Regions from separate parts of the Ovis aries genome. Here region 1 is linked to region 2. A link is a contact called in public Hi-C data. All regions are on one chromosome and are shown on one strand. Each heading gives the region's core, a stretch centred on a gene start, on an enhancer-like site or on the middle of the called end of the contact. The rest is flanking DNA. Distances are from core to core; before and after follow the strand shown.

Region 1 (4,995 bases), core at 1,397-3,896, 100 kb after region 2:
GAGACAGAAAGTAAAATGGCGATTGGTTGCCTCCAGAGTCTGGAGGGCGGAATGGGGAGTATTTAATGGGTAGGCACAGCTTCTGTTTGGGAAGGTGAAAATATTCTGCTCTGGTTGGGTCTTCCTTGGCAGTCCAATGGGTAGGCTCTTTGCTTCCACTGCAGGGGCTGCAAGTTTGATTCCTGGTTGGGGAACTAAGAACTCACATGCCACCAAAAGAACAAAAAATACATTCTGGAGATGGTGGTGACGGCTGCACATTAATCTGAATGTAATTAACGCCTAAAAAATTGTTTAAATGGTTAACTTTTCTGTTACGTATATTTCACCAAGAGTTTTTCTTCTCTTAAAGCAACGCAGGACCCTCTGTCTAAGGCTCCTAAGTAACTGACAAGCTTCTTGGGAAATGGAGAAAGAGAGACACAGTTCAGCCCAGCAGAGGCCAGCACCATGTTCTAACAGCTAAGCCTTGCAGGTCTAGAGAATACAGGTCTGTCATCTCAGGGGCAGTGCCCACGAGTAAGCCAAACTCTGTCCCCACCACCCCAGCTCCCAGCACAGGGAGGTGACCCACCAAGCAGTCCCAGCCCGGCAGGACCAAGCGGAGATATGGGAGGAGGGACATTTGAACCCATGGTGGGAGGATGGTTAGGACTCCGCGCTTCCACTACAGGGGGCATGGGACCTGCAGGGACCTGCCCCAAGGACCGAGAGCCAGTTTTCACTCGTCATGACCACTGCAGGCCCAGGAGAGGGTGTTGACACCAGGGACCCTGGGAGGTGAGGCCAAAGTGGGTCGGCCCACATGGTCTCCCACGAACAGGCGGCAGAGCCCTGGGGAGGGACCTGGAGGGTGGGGTGGTGCCCTCCATGGGGCAGGCCTCTGCACAGACGCTTCTCACCATCCACAAGGAAACACTTCTGCTCAGTGAGGCTCCCAGGTGCGGCCACAGAACTGGCCCTTCCTCCAGGGGCCCCATGAGGAAGCCCACCTGTCCCAAAGGCCGGGTGGAGACCCCAGGAAAAAGCCGAGGGCACATGAGGTCAGGGCTGGAGATGGGGTTTGAGTCCAGGTCCTCACCCTGGACCTGGAGGCTCGGCCTGGACTTAAAGTCTCCGTCCTTAGCCTGGGCCTTCAGTCAGGATGCTCAGGTGACCCAAAGCTGGCCCAGACCTGTGCCACCACCTCCCAGGCCTCGTTCGTAGCCTGGGTTGCTACCTTCTGTTGCCATGGAGATACGGCAGGCCTTTGGGTCCCACTTCTTCCCCACTGTAGGGCAGTTTCTGGACTGTAGCAGTGAACAGGGGCTCACAGAGGTGAATTTTTATTTTAAATTTTTAAAAGAAGTTATCCTGTTTTTTAAATTAACTCATTAATTGGCTGATTCAGATCTTAGTTGAGGCCCTCGGATCTTTTCCTTGCGCACTCGATCTATCTAGTTGCGGCATCAAGGCTCAGTAGCTGCAGAACACAGGCTTAGTTGCCCGAGGCATGTGGGATCTTAGTTCCTCAACGAGGGATTGAACCCTGGTCCCCTACATTGCAAGGCCGAATGTTTACCACTGGACCATCAACGAAGTCCCCAGATGTTGATGTTATGTGCAAAATATATATTAACATCTTAAGATGCACACTCTGTTATTGATGGCAAACACTGACAGTGGGAACCCCGCCTCACACAGCCCTAGGAGAAGGCTGGCCTTGCACCTTGCCTGGTCCAGGGAGGCACCAGGAATGCGAGGTGAACTTCTGAGAACCTTCCAGGATATCTTGGATGAGCCAGGCTTCCTCCACCTCCAGCCACCAAAAACAGGTAGATGAATGAGCAGAAGAGGCTACAGCCCCATTTAGCACCTTACTCCAAACGGCATGTAGTTAAGGTCACTCCTCTTATAGGCTGACTGCATTAGAAGTCAGTGTTATAAATGTAAGTGAATAATTTATATGGATGCCATATTTCCAGTTTTATATAATGGGATTTCATGCGTAGTTTCGACTGACAAGGGGGACTTCTCTGCTTTAAAAAAAAAAAAAAGCACTCCTTGAGCTGAAGGGAGCTGCCAGGCTGCCCACTAGACACCAGACAAATGGACAGGGCAACCAGTCCAGGTTGGAGAGGGCCAAACACCGGGAGAAACTTCCTCTGGAGGCCGCGGTGACCATACCTGGTGCCTCTGGACCTTGTAAGGAGACTGAGTCAACTGGTAGCTTCTTGGGGGTTCACTGCCAAGAAAAAGAGAACACGATTAACTCTATATAGAGTTGTGCAAAAAAGGAAACTCTAGTATGAAGTGTTGCGCCGGATTCAGTTCTGAAGAGGGATTAAATAGTCAATAGCCAGAAAGCTATTGATCTGGTCGAAACAAAAAAGGAGAAAGAAACGCCGGGCCGGGGATGCACGTGGAGGGGCGGCCGCAAGCGCCACCGGGGTCGCCAGAAGCCCCACGTGACTGAGAGAAGTAGAAATCTGGATTTTTAGGCCAAACAAAACTTGCGTGGGCTGGCTGCAGCTGGTTTGCAGAGCACCCCCGACTCCTAGCGGCGGTCCTCGGGCAGGCCGGGGAGGGGCGGGGGCGCAGGAAGTCAGTTGCTTCCTGCGCCCGCTCGGGCGGAGCCCTCCCCCGGGAGCCGGGTCCCCCGCCCGAGCCGCGCCTCTGGGCGCCGCCACTGCTCCCCGCGGGCTCGGCTTCCTTCTGCGGAGAAGCACCCGGCCCCGCCGGAGGCTGCTCGGCTCCCCGCGCCCGCAGCGCCGCCTTCTGGTGGCCGTGGGGAGCGCCGCCGCCGGCCCGGAGAGCCGAGACATCCGAATCCAGGGTTCAGGATCAGAAGCACAACTTGCAGGTTTTATTGGAACCTCAGGCACTCAGACGCATCATAATTCCCTAGTTCGTGATGCTCACGCGCTGATCACTGGCTTCTGACCACATTTAACTGTAACTACACGCTTCCCACCCCATCCCCGCTCCTGGTTCTCCTTTCTTTCGAAATCTCCATTCACCACACCTTTGCTTTTCTTACCGCATAATTCTAGTTTCGCTCGATGTATTGCCTAAAAAGTGCAGATGAGTACGGCAATTCTTTATAATTAAACGAAAAGGACTCCATGCCGTAGGTCATCCTTTCACTATGTTGCTGTAACAGACACACCACCCCCCGCCCCCACCTTGTTTCAGGCAACACTTAGCATCCTCTCAGCCCTTATTCGCGCCCTCTCTTAATCCAGCCAAGAACCGCGTGTCTGCCGCGCAAAGGCTGTGACCAGTTTCACTCCAGCGCAAGCACAGAGCTGGGCCGCAGGCTTCACGGACAGCTTTTGACTGCCACTCCAGAGCTTTCCTGTGGACCCTGCCATGGGTGTGCAGCCCGCAGTTACGGGAGAGTTCCTGCCCGTAGGGTGATGCTGGCTAATTGGACACAGCAGTCAGTGGATACATTTGTCCTCCTTACCTGAGACACACTGTCCTGTGTGTAGCCGCTCAGTCATACCGACTCCTTGCGACCCCGTGGATAGTAGGCCGCCAGGCTCCTCTATCCACGGCAGGCTCCTCTGTCCATGGGATTCTTCAGGCAAGAATACTGGAGTTGGTTGCCATGCCCTTCTCCGGGGGATCTTCCCAACCCAGGCATGAAACCCAGGTCTCTCGCATTGCAGGCGGATTCTTTACCGTCTGAGCCACCAGGGACGCCCAGACTGTCCTGAGGCAGATTTTATACAGTGTCTCCCATGGGACCCTGCAAACGATCACACAGAGTGGTCCATTCGGCAGCCTCCTACTGGCTTCACTGCCCAGGTAGGTAGTCCATCTGGGTCTGTGAGTACAAGTCAAAAATAGGCCGCCGCTGCACCAACTAACTGCCTTACTCAGGGGCCACCTTGGAAGACAGTAGTGAAGGTTGCTGAGCCCAGTGGTTGGAGCTCGGAGCATCTGACTCTTCCAAGGAAAGAAAATAGCCTGGAGGGAGCGATGAAAGGCCAGGGGCAACCCCCCACAGGCCCCGCAAGAAGTGGGCAGGCAGAAAGCCGCCAAGATTCTCAAACGAGCGAGTCGTTTGAACAAAAAGTGAGTCACCTTCCAAGTAAAATTCCTGGGTAAGGAAGGAGGCCACGGAATGCCAGGAAAAAGGCAACCCAGGAAAACCGCTGTACAGATGAATCTATTTTACAATAGCCAAGACAGGTGATTGACAGGGTTAAAAGGGGCGGACAGAGCGGACCAGAGGAGTCGTGAGCTTGCACGTGGGAAGCAACGCGGGAACCTGGACTGAGTCAGCGAGTCCTGCGCGTGAAGACCTACTCGGTGCGAGCTGACTCCCCTCAGACCCGGTGAACCAAAGCCATGGGACGGGCGCGGACAAGATTCAGGTATGGATCGGCTCTCCGGATTCACCCCTCCCAGGGGAAGCCCCGCGTGCTCCTGAACTTACGGAGTACAGGCTGTAGTTTTGTGGGGGGTTTGGGTGGCTTTGCTCTGACGGTGCTTGCCTCTCTTTCATAAGAACCTGCTCGCGGGACCCACTCATTTGATCCACTGTTGGTGGCTCCTCTGAGGGTCAGATGCAGGCTCCAGGATAGGCTTTTCCCCGTAAAGTTTGCCGAGCATAACATTCGAGACAGCACCTTCTTCCTGGGAGAAGAAAGGGCACACGGTCTTTTGAGGGTGGCCAGGGTCAACACGGAGTTCCCACGCTTCCTGGGGAGCTGCACGCCCTCTGTCAGGCCGGTGGAGGCCAGGAGCTTTACTGTGGACTCTGGGTGCCTAGGTAAGAAGGTGGCCTCGTTCATTTCCACCACTCTGGAGGCTTCCAACGTGGCGCAGTGCCACTCTCCTCATACCTGGCTCTTGGCCTGCAGTCTAGGGTATGGCTAACAGTTTATGTTTTAAATGGGGGCGGGGTGGCGGCCAGGGATGGAAGAAACCAGTTTGCTTCCACCTGGCATAGCACACAGTACACTTAAGGCCCTGAATTCTCCAGTGAGACAGCATCAGTGGCTT
Region 2 (5,076 bases), core at 1,143-3,642:
GTAAACTGGGGCCCTCCTGTCCTCAGTCTGCAGGGGCCTATTTTGAAATCATGTACATGTACTTTACCCTAATGCACTTTCACCCGCTGATGTTCTTCTTAGCCCTGTTGCATCTGTTGCTGGAGGCTGCAAGGAAAAGCAGAAAAGAAAAAGAAGTGAAAAGCAAAGGACGTCCGATTAGATCTGTGTGGAACCATCCCTAGTGCTCCTTTATTTGTATAATTGCAAGGGATGAATGCTGTGAGCGCCCTGTAGTTCCCAGAGTGTACAATCAGTCTCTGTGAACAAAAAGAAGCTTAGTTGGGCTCCGTCTCCCCATAGAGACCTCCAAGGCAAATATTTGTCTGGGGTCGGTAGCCTGCAGTGATTCCTGAAAGTCTGGGTGAGGTTATAGAAATGCCTGGTGTTTGCCCTGGTGGCGTGCACAAGACAAATGAGGCAGAATTGCGTGAGCACGGTTACACGTCGCTTTTCATGTTTAGTTAACAGACAGAACAGGGACGTGGGCTTCAGCAGCCCCGGCTGGATAAACAACCTCTGCAGAGTTGAGAGAAGAGTCAGCACTGTCTACTGCTGACTTAAAGGGACACTGAAACTTTGTCAATAAAAGGTTTGAGTGCGAAATAGATAACCAGCAAGGACCTAGTGTATAACACAGGGAGCTATACTCAGCATTTTGTAGTAACCTATAAGGGAAAAGCATCTGAGAAAAATAAAGTGTAATTGAATCAGTGTGCTGCACACCTAAAACTAACACAGCAATGGAAATCAACTATTTAAATTAAAAATAAAATAATAGGCTTGGCTAAAACCTTAGAATCTTTCTGCATGGATGTGAAACTTTGAGTGGATTTTGTTTTTTATTTTATTTTTAAAATTTTTACTACAGTTAGTCAGTTTTCCATGTTGTGCTAGTTTCTGCTGTATGGCAAAGTATATCCGTTATACATATATCAAGTGGATTTTGTATTTCCTCTTTCCCCTTAGGGAAGTGAGCTAAGACGTTAGTTTGGAGCAGTGGATGTGAACCGTCTAAGGGAAAATGTTGGCCATCTGAACGCTCCTGGGGAGGTATTCTGCAGAGCATGGTGTGATTTGGTCGTCTCAGACGTTTGTTTCAAACATGCTCACTGTTTGTAAAGTGCCTTCTCAGCATCGTAGCATCATGTAGCCCAATCCTTTATGACACCGATTTTTCAGCCAGGGAGTGGTTTTGACCCATAAGGAACATATAGCAAAATCTGGACCCACTTTGGATTGTCACAACCAGGAAGATGCTATGGGCATCTACCAAGTAGAGGCAGTCTGTCACTCGGTCGTGTCCGACTCCTTTTGACCCCACGGACTGTAGCCTGCCAGGCTCCTCTGTCCGTGGAGTCCTCCAGGCAAGAATACTGGAGTGGATTGCCATTTCCTTCTCCAGGGATCTGCCTAACCCAGTGATTGAACCCAGGTCTTCCACACTGCAGGCAGATTCTTTACCAGGAGAGCTGCTAAAACACGCTTCAGTGAACAGACACCATCATCTGCCACACACACACACATTGCCACTGACAAAGGAATATCAGGTCCAAAATGTCAGGAGTAGCAGGGTGGAACAGCTCCTTTTTATATGACTTGTCAGCAAATGTTTGCAGTATACGAGGCACCGGGTATTTGAAGAGAATTAAGTCGCTCAGAAGACTGATGCTGAAGCTGAAGCTCCAGTCCTTTGGCCACCTGATGCGGAGAGCTGTCTTGCTGAAAAAGACCCTGATGCTGGGAGAGATTGAAGGCAGGAGGAGAAGGGGATGACAGAGGATGAGGTGGTTGGATGGCATCACCGACTCAGTGGACATGAGTCTGAGCAAACTCTGGGAGGTGGTGAAGGACAGGGAAGCCCGGCCTGCTGCTGTTCATGAGGTCGCAGAGTTGGACACGACTGAGCGAGTGAGCAACCACAAAGCTGATCGCCTCGTTGGGAAAAGAGGCAGTAGAGGACCTCCACATTCTGGTACATTCATGTTTTTATTTACAAGCCACCCTAGCTGTTGGAGAGGAGCTGGCGCAGCAGGCTGTGAACAGGAACTTCCTTTGCGTTGGTGTTTACCGGGTGAGTCAGTGTGGAGGGTTACAAAACCACTCTTCTGCTCAGACCTTGGCATTGCCCCTGCGAGGCATCTTACTACTTACCCGTTAGCCACCTTTCCCTCTACAATGCCAACCGTACTTAGGGTTTAAACATAAATCTTTGATTTTGGGGTTGTTTTTGCCCATGAAATGTTTTCTTGACTTTCGAGGAGATCTTAACACAACTGTATTTGCATAAATCTTCCCACTTCGTTTCTTTTGCAGTCAGCTCTGTGCTGTTGACTCAGTGCATTTCACTACACACCCATCCGTCGTGTTGCCTCTCGTCGCTGCATAGCCCTCCTCAGAATGGATGTCGGTTAGCCGTGCTCAGGCTGTGGCATAGACAGTGGGGGAAGGGACTTCGGGGCGGACACTATTCAGGGCAGTGATTCTGAAACCTCAGCATCATCCAGGAGATTATTAAATCGAAGCTCATTGATCTCCCACACACACACAGGGTTTCTGACTTGGTAGGTCTGGAGTGAAACTTTCACGTGATGTTGCTGCTGGTCTGGGGACCATACTTTGGGAACCCCCAGTCTGGGACAAAAGTACACGTGGGGGACCATGATCAGGGAATATGTGCAAAGGGGCATAAAGCTGCAGGGGAGTCTGGCCGATGTAAGCTCTGGGAAGACAGGAGGATACTGCCTCAAGAAGGAGCTGAGGTGAACGTTAAGCTCATTCCTGTTAGAAACGCAGTTCGGGAAGAAAAGAGAAAAAAGGGAGATGGAGAATGGGATTTTTCTTTTTTTCTATTAGCAGTAGCTCTATTATGGGCTTCCCAGGTGGCGATAGTGGTAGAGAACCTGCCTGCCAGTGCCGGAGATGTAAGAGCTGCGGGTTCCATCCCTGGGGCAGGAAGATCCCTTGGAGTAGGAAGTGGCAACCTACTTCAGTATTCTGGCTTGGAGAATCCCGTGGACAGAGGGGCCTGGGGAGTCACAAAGGGTCAGGCGTGGCGGAGCGCCCACCCATACACAGCACTGTTTATACTATTAGTATTATCACCACCATTGCTGTTAACATTAGCCCTTCAGGATGGAGGAGGCATAAGCTTTCTTTCCAGAAAAATAGATGAGTCACACGCCCCCTCCCTCCCCGCCTCCAGTGTCTGATTTGCTCTGGGTGAGAAGATGCCTTCAGGCCAAATGGTCCTGCTCTCAGCAGCTTCAGACAATGCAGAAGCAGGTTCGTGTCTGTGGGCTATTAGAGACCTTAGTGGCATAAAGAGGGAAAGACAAGCAAGCTGCAGGGTAGTCAGTCAAGTTTTCCGTACAAGGAGAAGCAAACGTACGAGCTCTTCCTCCCCATCTCTGTGTCTGTGCCCAGAAGGAGACAAGATAACTTGGTAGGAATGCCCGGGTGGCTTAGTGGTGAAGAACCGTGCTGCCAGTGCAGGAGACGCGGGTCGGGAAGATCGCCTGGAGAAGGAAATGGCAGCCCGCTCCAGTATTCTTGCCTGGGAAATCCCATGGCCAGAGGAGCCTGGCGGGTTACAGTCCATGGGTTTGCAAAGAGTCGGACAAGACTTAGTGACTGAACCCTTAGCGATCCTCGGGCACCTCAAGCACTCAGTCCTGCCCCAGAACCCCGGGGTGCTGGGTGAGACTGTGGGAGGGGCGCTGACATAGGGCCTGAGGAGACTGGACTCTGACCCCATTCACAACCTCAGTGTCATCTGAGCTCTTCATGCTTCACTGCCAGGCACGTAGTAAATGCTTAGAAACAAATCTGAGCATTTACTGCTGTTGGGTTTCTAAAAACTGAAGTATGGTTAATTTACAAAATTGTGCCAGTTTCGAGTGTGAAGCAAAATGATTCAGTTACATATATATAATATATGTATTCTTCACCAGATTCCTTTCTAAAACCTGCTCTCAGATTTGAATATGGGTTGATAGGAACCGTGGAGCTTAGTGAATTTTCGTCTATTATCTGCTAGATCCCACGGCATCACCTTTTAATGAAAATTATGGCGTAGCATCCCTAGGAATTTAAGGTTCAAAACTGTTTCACAGTTTGGGGTCACGGCAGCCCCGCCAGTTAGAGATACACTATCGCCAGAAGGTTGTCCTGACAGCTGTGTAGTCAGCAGTGCCTGCGGGTGGATGGCACCCACGTGGGCACAGCTGCTGCCTGTGGGGTCAGGGAGCTGTGACGGCGTGTAGACAGAGCGAGGTGTCCCGGGGAGTTGGCGTCAGGTCATACAACTTGAGTGGCTGATCTCTAGACACCTTTAACCCCCTTCTCTGAACTGTGAAAAGCCTCACTCCATTGCCCCTGTGCTGTAGCAAGAAAAGCTGATTTGAGTTTAAATCAGAAAGCACTCATGCCTGAGCTGAAAACCAGTTTCTTCTTTTGCCCCCATGCTGGACTCACGGCCCACAAAGGGTCCCAAACTTGGGGTGTCGTGGTATCTCATTTTGCCTCAGAGTCCCACTCACTGAGAGCCCAGCCATGTTTTTGCTGATGCAGCGATCCTAGCCAAGGGTTTGGTCCAGCAGGAAGTCGAGAGTGGACACTAAGACCCTGCAGCAGCCTTGTCCATGAGCGCCGAAGAATCGATGCCTTCCAACTGTGGCGCTGGAGAAGACTCTTGAGAGTCCCTTGGACTGCAAGGAGATCAGACCAGTCCATCCTAAAGGAAGTCAACCCTGAATATTCATTGGAAGGACTGATGCTGAAGCTGAAACTCCAATACTTTGGCCACCTGATGGGAAGAACTGACTCATTGGAAAAGACCCTGATGCTGGGAAAGATTGGGGGCAGGAGGAGAAGGGGGCGACAGAGGGTGAGCCAGTAGGGTGGCATCACCGACTCAGTGGACCTGAGTTTGCGCAAGCTCTGGGAGATGGCGATGGACAGGGAAGCCTGGCCTGTTGCAGCCCACGGGGTCACGTTGGACAGGACTGGGTGACTGAGCAGCGAAGTCCAGTCGGGGCTGGAAGCTTCGTACGGTGG

Evidence for each region. A called contact is a pair of places that touch in the nucleus more often than the background predicts.
Region 1: a contact with region 2 is called in a Hi-C map of blood, with 2.9 times the contacts expected there. The contact joins two enhancer-like sites. A contact is called at or near these places in 2 of 16 Hi-C or Micro-C datasets (blood and skin fibroblasts).

What each region holds. Positions count from the first base shown.
Region 1 is chr19:6,887,160-6,892,154 of ARS-UI_Ramb_v3.0, forward strand. The region is part of intron 3 of CMTM7 (CKLF like MARVEL transmembrane domain containing 7); the gene reads left to right. Among named protein-coding and RNA genes, the nearest start is that of CMTM7, 48 kb to the left of the region's middle. Within about 2 kb of position 2,647, at least 11 of the 54 cell types and tissues checked have an H3K27ac peak or open chromatin away from gene starts, as enhancers often do.
Region 2 is chr19:6,786,694-6,791,769 of ARS-UI_Ramb_v3.0, forward strand. All of the region lies in intron 1 of CMTM8 (CKLF like MARVEL transmembrane domain containing 8), which reads left to right. Among named protein-coding and RNA genes, the nearest start is that of CMTM8, 52 kb to the left of the region's middle. Within about 2 kb of position 2,393, at least 6 of the 54 cell types and tissues checked have an H3K27ac peak or open chromatin away from gene starts, as enhancers often do.